Regions from separate parts of the Mus musculus genome. Here region 2 is linked to region 1. A link is a contact called in public Hi-C data. All regions are on one chromosome and are shown on one strand. Each heading gives the region's core, a stretch centred on a gene start, on an enhancer-like site or on the middle of the called end of the contact. The rest is flanking DNA. Distances are from core to core; before and after follow the strand shown.

Region 1 (3,129 bases), core at 209-2,708:
AATGAAGAAATGCCCGGCCTTGGGGACAGAAGCCATGAACAGAGAACAATTAGCACCCTCAAGCCTCTGCTTTTCTCTCTGTGAAATGGGACCACAGCCGATGTAGGGAGCCTACTTGACATACTCTAGGTGCCTGCTAGTTCTGCAGGAACTGCTAATATGGGAGTAAATGTCACACTTGGATGCTATGGCTTAGGAAAAAGTGTCACTAGCCTTTATAAAGTAGCTCCCTGAAGTGTGTGCCCCCGCATACAATCATGTCTCAGTACATGCCCCCACACTCCCATGTAACACAATCATCTCTCCTTCTCTCCTCTCTTTCCCTCGCTTTGCCTCTCTGGCTTTGCTTTCTGTGCAAACTCTGAGGCTATGACTCCATATTGTGATCAGTCTACAGTTTGTGGGCAAATCTGAGCAGAGGGACAATTATGGGAGAAATCGGGCCTTTGTGGACACAAGGAGAACATTGTTTTCAAAAGCAGACAATTTAGAGGAGACCCACCAGTCACTGGGGCCCGCCCTGCCTTGGCGCCAGCCTGGCCCCACAGCTATGATCCCACCCTTGAGATGGTTGGATCCCCATCTCATCTGTGCAAGGGTCCTTCACAGTCAAGAAAGAAAAGGGGAAAGACCCTGCAAACATCCGTGTGAGCCAGACTTATTTCTCTGTATCTGAGGACTGGCCAATGATATAACACACAGAATCCGGCTTTTATTACTATTTTAAAGCAAAAATGGTTGGCAGCCGCCTGCTTGTCACATTTGATAAGACGGGCCTCAGGGAAGGACTGAAGGTGCTAATTTGAGGCAATTTGTGAGCAACTTACTAGTCTTTGGTATTAAATGAAAACAACGGCTTCATGGGAAAGCTCGGGGGAGTTACTTGAATGGGCACAGTTAATACTTTTAATTATGGGCCTACTAAACAGCACAGGGTGGTTGCCACCCAACCCCACCCCCACCGTATTGAGAGATTAGTAAAATGGGTAGACTTGGTGCTGTAAAGAAGAGTTGCTTGGCTTCGATTCTGCGGCTGTCCACTAGCTCCGCGCGGCTTAAAGCATCTTTTAATATTGATGACACACTGGAGTATTTGGATCTGTTGCGTTAAGCGTGTTACTCAGAATGAATCCCACCTGTTCCTCTAAAGCTCCCAGCATGTTTCCAACAATGTGCGCTGGCCTGGAATGCACAAGGGGTGGCACGGACCAACGGAGGAGGACTAACGATGGAGGGCGCGTGTGGTAGTGTGTGATGGAGGATCCCATGACTCTGTGCGTGATGGAGCAGGACCTCGTCGCACTGCAAGAGTGAGGGCGCGTGTAGCTCAATGCAGGACCGAGGAGGACCCTGTGGCTTTCTGTGAACCTGGCACGAGCGTCTCTGTGCAAGGCCACCGGCGTCTGTGGCTGGGCAGGGTTGAGGGTGCGTGTGGCTCAGTGCAGAGCAGAGGATGGACACGTTTCTGAGTGGGCGGCTTCCTCCCCTACAATCCTCTCTTTTGTCTCTTGTCCCCGCAGCGCCCTCCGCAGCCGCGCGCAGGTTCTGCGAGGACCCCGCGCCCCCAAGCTTCCCGAGCTGCGGCCACTACCGCGAGGAGCCGGCGCTGGGCCCTGCCAAGGCGCCTCGCCAGGCGTCCCGGGACGCAGCCCGGCTGGCGCTGGCCCGAGCGCCCCCCGAGTGCTGCGCGCCGCCCGCCCCCGAGCCGCAGGCGCCGGCGCAGTTGCCCTTCGTGCTGCTCAACTACCACCGCGTGCTGGCGCGCCGCGGGCCTCTGGGGAGCGCTGCGCCCGGAGCCCCCGAGGCGGCCGGCTCGCTGAGGCCCCGACACCCAGGCCCCGTCGCCGCCTCTGCGCCCGGCGCGCCCCGACCGCATTACCTGGGCGCCTCGGTCATCATCACCAACGGCAGGTGACCCGCCAGGGCCAGTCCCGCTCGGCAGGGCGGCCCTCAGGGAGAAGCCATAGGCCAGGCCTTCTCTGGTTCCTCTTTCACCCCCAAGGTCCAGCAGATGGAGGGGCGAACTGTATATGCACGATATAAATTAATTTATACAGAGACAACTATTTTAATAGAACTCCGCAGCCGACTTTTAGATTTTTACCGTAGATGCTGGTGTAGAGGGTTGGGACGCAGTTGGGAAATGGGGAGAAGGGACTGCCCATTCCTGTCCAAGGGCCGGTTTTCATGGGGCTGAGCATCCAGGTGTCAATCTGTGACCTCAAACTACCGTCTCCAGGGATCTTGGTTTCCTCACCATGAAGCCAATCAAGCCGAGGTCCAATAATGGGAATTCAAGACATTGCATACAGCTTGGCAGACAGATGCCACTTTAAGACCCTCACTCCCCCCCCCCCCGAGCCCCCCTCTGTGGTCCTCTGTTCCCGAGGGGTACAGACAGGGTGGAAAGTCCCTTCAGAGTCCTTTTGGACACTTGTAAACGCAGAATGTTATCCTTGTAAGTCCCACGTGCAGACAACAGTTTCTGCTGTCTTTGAACTCATGCATCTCATTTTTAAATTTAATCCTTTTAAAAATACAAAAGCCAACAAGGAGAGGCTAAGGAGGCAGACGTGCAAGCCTATTGTGTGCATGCACACGGGTGTGCTTCCGAAGCACACTAACAAGCTCGCTCATAACCGAGCCCTTAGGAACTCTGGTTGACACAAGTTGCACCTTCAAAATATGAAGTAGGCATTAAATGCAAAAACGATATATATAGCCAGGCATGTTAGAGAATGGCCCTGTCAAGCACCTCCCTGGCAGCATCCCTCCAGCCCGCACAGATTTGCTAGTCCTACGCTTGTGTTTGCTTGCGATTAGGAACTCTTAAAGCTAGTTAAACTGCATGTGCAATACGGAAACCAGAACGGACTGCACCTTGTGGAAGAAAAACATGCTTAAGGGATGTATTGAAAGCGGTGTATACATTTAAGCGTTTTCTACGTAGCAAGAGCTTCATACGAACATGTTGTGTGTAACAGGTGAATGGAGATCCTTTTTATAAACTTACCAGCAGTGTTTAAAAATAAATTTCCATTACTTTTGTTTCACATTTATGGTTTATTTATGGCTGTATGCATTTTTTTCTTTTGGGGTCACTAGGGCTGGGGGTGTGACTCAGTGGTC
Region 2 (3,129 bases), core at 199-2,698, 84 kb after region 1:
AGTGGAGGTGAACATCACATGAGTCACAGTGTCCTCCCAAGCCCTGCTTCCCAGCTGCACCGGCAGAGGGAAACGTGAGAACCACACAGTGTGACGTGTAGACCTTCAAACAGCACTGTAAAGCACCAAGGTCTGAGCGTTCTTAGACCAAAGCGAAGGGACACTCACAGACCAGGAGAAGGGGGCTGCTCACAGACCAAGGCTTCCAGGGCAGAAAGGGCCACCCAGTGGGAGTGGCTGACATGGGGAACAGTGGGCTGGGGAGATCAAGTATGGAACAGTGTCTGCAGATATGAAGTGATATGAAGACCATGGGCAAGGCCACGGTTCACTCAAAGCTGGAAGGTCGCCTCTCCAAGAAGCTTTGGACTTAAGGCACTCATGTCACAGCATCGCCCAGATTGTCAAATCAAATCACTCGTCAACCTTGTGTTGGTGGAGAAACGGGGTTTCACTACAGGAATGCTTCTCGAATCCTGGGTGCTACCACATGTATTTTATGTAATGCCAGGGCTAGAACCCAGGGCCTGACGCATTAGGCAAGTACTCTGCCTCCTGAGCCACAGCCCCAACTGTTCGTACAGTTTCTTCTTGAACAGTGTTTGTTGCTGAGGACCAGCGTCAGCGCCACACCACCGCATGCCCCAAGTTCCTGTGTGCCCTGAAGCACACGCCAAGCCTCGGCTTCACAGCCCTGAAAGAACTGTAACAACCGAGAAAGGCGGCTGGACAGATGGCTCAGGGCTTAAGAATCCCCAGCACCCACGTGGCAGCTCACAACTGTCTGTGGCTCTCTCACACAGGCAGGCAAAACACCAATGTAAATAAAATAAAAATGAATAAAATTTAAAAAACATGGAAACTCTGTATAGGTTTAAGTTGGCATATAGAAAGTTTCCAGCCTGTGGGGAATTGTAAAGGATGGTATTTCTGGCTTAAGGTCTGTCATGACATTGTAAAATAAAACCATCACATGATGCTGAAGTGTACTGGAGGACTAAAAACCCAGTAGAGAGAATTCACTACTCTGTTATCTACCTTCAAAATACACAAGCAAACCCCTGAAGCCTGCCAGGGCCCACTCTTCTGTTCGCCCCAGAATCACACCCTAACTCTGCTTGATGATCTTAAGCCCTGCTTTCCAATTGCCCATATTACAAATACTTATTTTAAAAAGTGCTTTAAATGATCTTATCTCCATTCTGTCAATTTTTAACCGAGCCTCGATTTGGTTCTAATCATTAATAGCAAATAACTGCTTAAAGCATATAAATGTTTCCAATTTTGATTAAAATGTTAACCAAAACTTGAAAGACACTGGAAATCATATTTTTATATATATTTTTTAAAACTCTGAGAATCTGTTACTGGTCTGTGTGTGTGCATGTCGTGGTATCTGGGTGTGTGTGCGTGCTATGTGTGCCTGTTGACTCTGTGTGTGTGTGTGTGTGTGCCTGCTGACTGTGTGTGCCTGCTAACTGTGTGTGCCTGCTGAGTCATCTTTCCAGCCTGGAGATCTATTTCTGAATTAGACAAAAGGGCCTTTAGATAATTATAGCCATGGAGGAATGCTACTGTTGCCAGGAAGAGAGAGAGAGAGAGACATCATCAGGACTGTCCCATTTTGTTAGACTGGCAAATCACTCGCCATCCTTGCCTTTGTGGGAAGACAGGTTTTATTATGGCAACACTTCTCCATTTTCTAAACCCCTTCCAACGTACCTACCTAAACCGCACCCTCCTCTGTCACTTGAGTCTCTCTAAAGGATGTGTCAGGCCACAGATTGTCCAGATCCTCCTTCGATTTGTCCTAGAAGCAAAAGGAGACCCTAGCTGAGGAGCAAAGGGAATTGTCACTCAGGGTCACCTCCCAGGGCCTTTTCTATGGGACACCTAGAGGTGGCTCCATTCAGAGAAGCTGGGTGCTACAAGATTAGAAGGGTAAAGAGGCACCGATGCAGGGGTGAATGGGGACCTGGGGCGGGGGGGATCGAACGGACTGCGTCTTCGAGGACGGTTCAGGAACATCGCCAGCGGAGACTGAGGGTGTGAAAACTGTCGCACTTCCTACTTCAGGTTCAGGTTCAAAGACACTAACAAGGCAGGCTGCAGATGTCAGGTCTACCATGGTGGGCCCACTTTGTTCCTAACGGGGTGAGCCAAGCAAGGCTAAGGGGGCAGAACTGAACTGAGGTGGGGAGAGAGGACGCGGACAGGAGATTCTGATGAAAGCTCAGTGAGTCAATTGTGCAGCTCGCCCTGCACGAAGTCCATCCCATTAGAGATCTGCCCTGGACACCACCTCCTCCCTGCCATCTCTGATTCAGTTTTCATTCCTGTTGGCTTTTTTTTTTCCTTCCCTCATTTTTAAGCAGAGGGGTCATCATCCCAACTGTGGTTTTCCCAAACAAATGGTAAAATGTGATAGAGAATTCTGAACATTCCACCAGCAGTGACCCTTAGTGCTCTGATATGGTCTAATAACTCCAAATTATTCCCCACCATAAGTACTTCGTATGACATCAGCTACCACACAAGTTTTTAATACACAGTGAGCAGGTGGCCCAGCAATCCCTTCATGCCTCACATCTGGTATTGTACTCCATATAAGGTGCTGAGTCTGATTTTTTAATAAAAACATGGCCCGAGCTTGTAAAAGTTCAAGCAAAAAATATGCCTTTAAAACTGCTGTGTTTAATTTCAGTCATGAAAGTCTAAAATTATTGTAAAATAATACTCAGCCCTTTCATAGCTCCATTCGACGAAGCTTCCAATGGCTCTCCTTGTGGGAGGGGAAGACCCGCAGCTCACGGCTCCCCGACTCCACATGCGCTGTCCTGCTTTGGGGACTTTATGACCTTTCAGTCTGGGCGAGGGTAGATTGGTTGGGACCGTGAAGGACGAGTCCACTGCAGATTCTGGAGAGTGGGCAGTGGGAGGAATCCTGGATGTTACGCGGGGAACACAGGCTTGAAGGGACTGTTTGCTCATGCGTTCCTTCTTTCAAAAACGAAATTTAGACCCAGAAGGAAGATATATTCATGGAAGAAAAAAGAAAAACATTTTAATACATACATGTAATTATGAATGTTTTAGATTTATTCATATGTGTGTACTGTGTGTGAGAGA

What was found. Hi-C and Micro-C count contacts between places; a contact is called where the count stands out from the background.
Region 2: a Hi-C map of cerebral cortex shows a contact between it and region 1, with 4 times the contacts expected there. The contact joins two enhancer-like sites. A contact is called at or near these places in 1 of 484 Hi-C or Micro-C datasets (cerebral cortex), 4 of 115 datasets of contacts at active chromatin or transcription factors (double positive thymocytes, embryonic forebrain, embryonic stem cells and 1 more) and 4 of 9 other capture datasets (adipose tissue, embryonic stem cells, liver and 1 more).

What each region holds. Positions count from the first base shown.
Region 1 is chr16:94,123,978-94,127,106 of GRCm38.p6, forward strand. Sim2 (single-minded family bHLH transcription factor 2) reads left to right here. Exons shown (of 11, transcript NM_011377.2): 11 at 1,521-3,055. The coding sequence ends at 1,915. Among named protein-coding and RNA genes, the nearest start is that of Sim2, 40 kb to the left of the region's middle. Within about 2 kb of position 1,459, at least 49 of the 459 cell types and tissues checked have an H3K27ac peak or open chromatin away from gene starts, as enhancers often do. A contact at or near this core is called in cerebral cortex, where this site is marked.
Region 2 is chr16:94,208,318-94,211,446 of GRCm38.p6, forward strand. The region is part of intron 6 of Hlcs (holocarboxylase synthetase (biotin- [propriony-Coenzyme A-carboxylase (ATP-hydrolysing)] ligase)); the gene reads right to left. Among named protein-coding and RNA genes, the nearest start is that of Hlcs, 80 kb to the right of the region's middle. Within about 2 kb of position 1,449, at least 50 of the 459 cell types and tissues checked have an H3K27ac peak or open chromatin away from gene starts, as enhancers often do. A contact at or near this core is called in cerebral cortex, where this site is marked.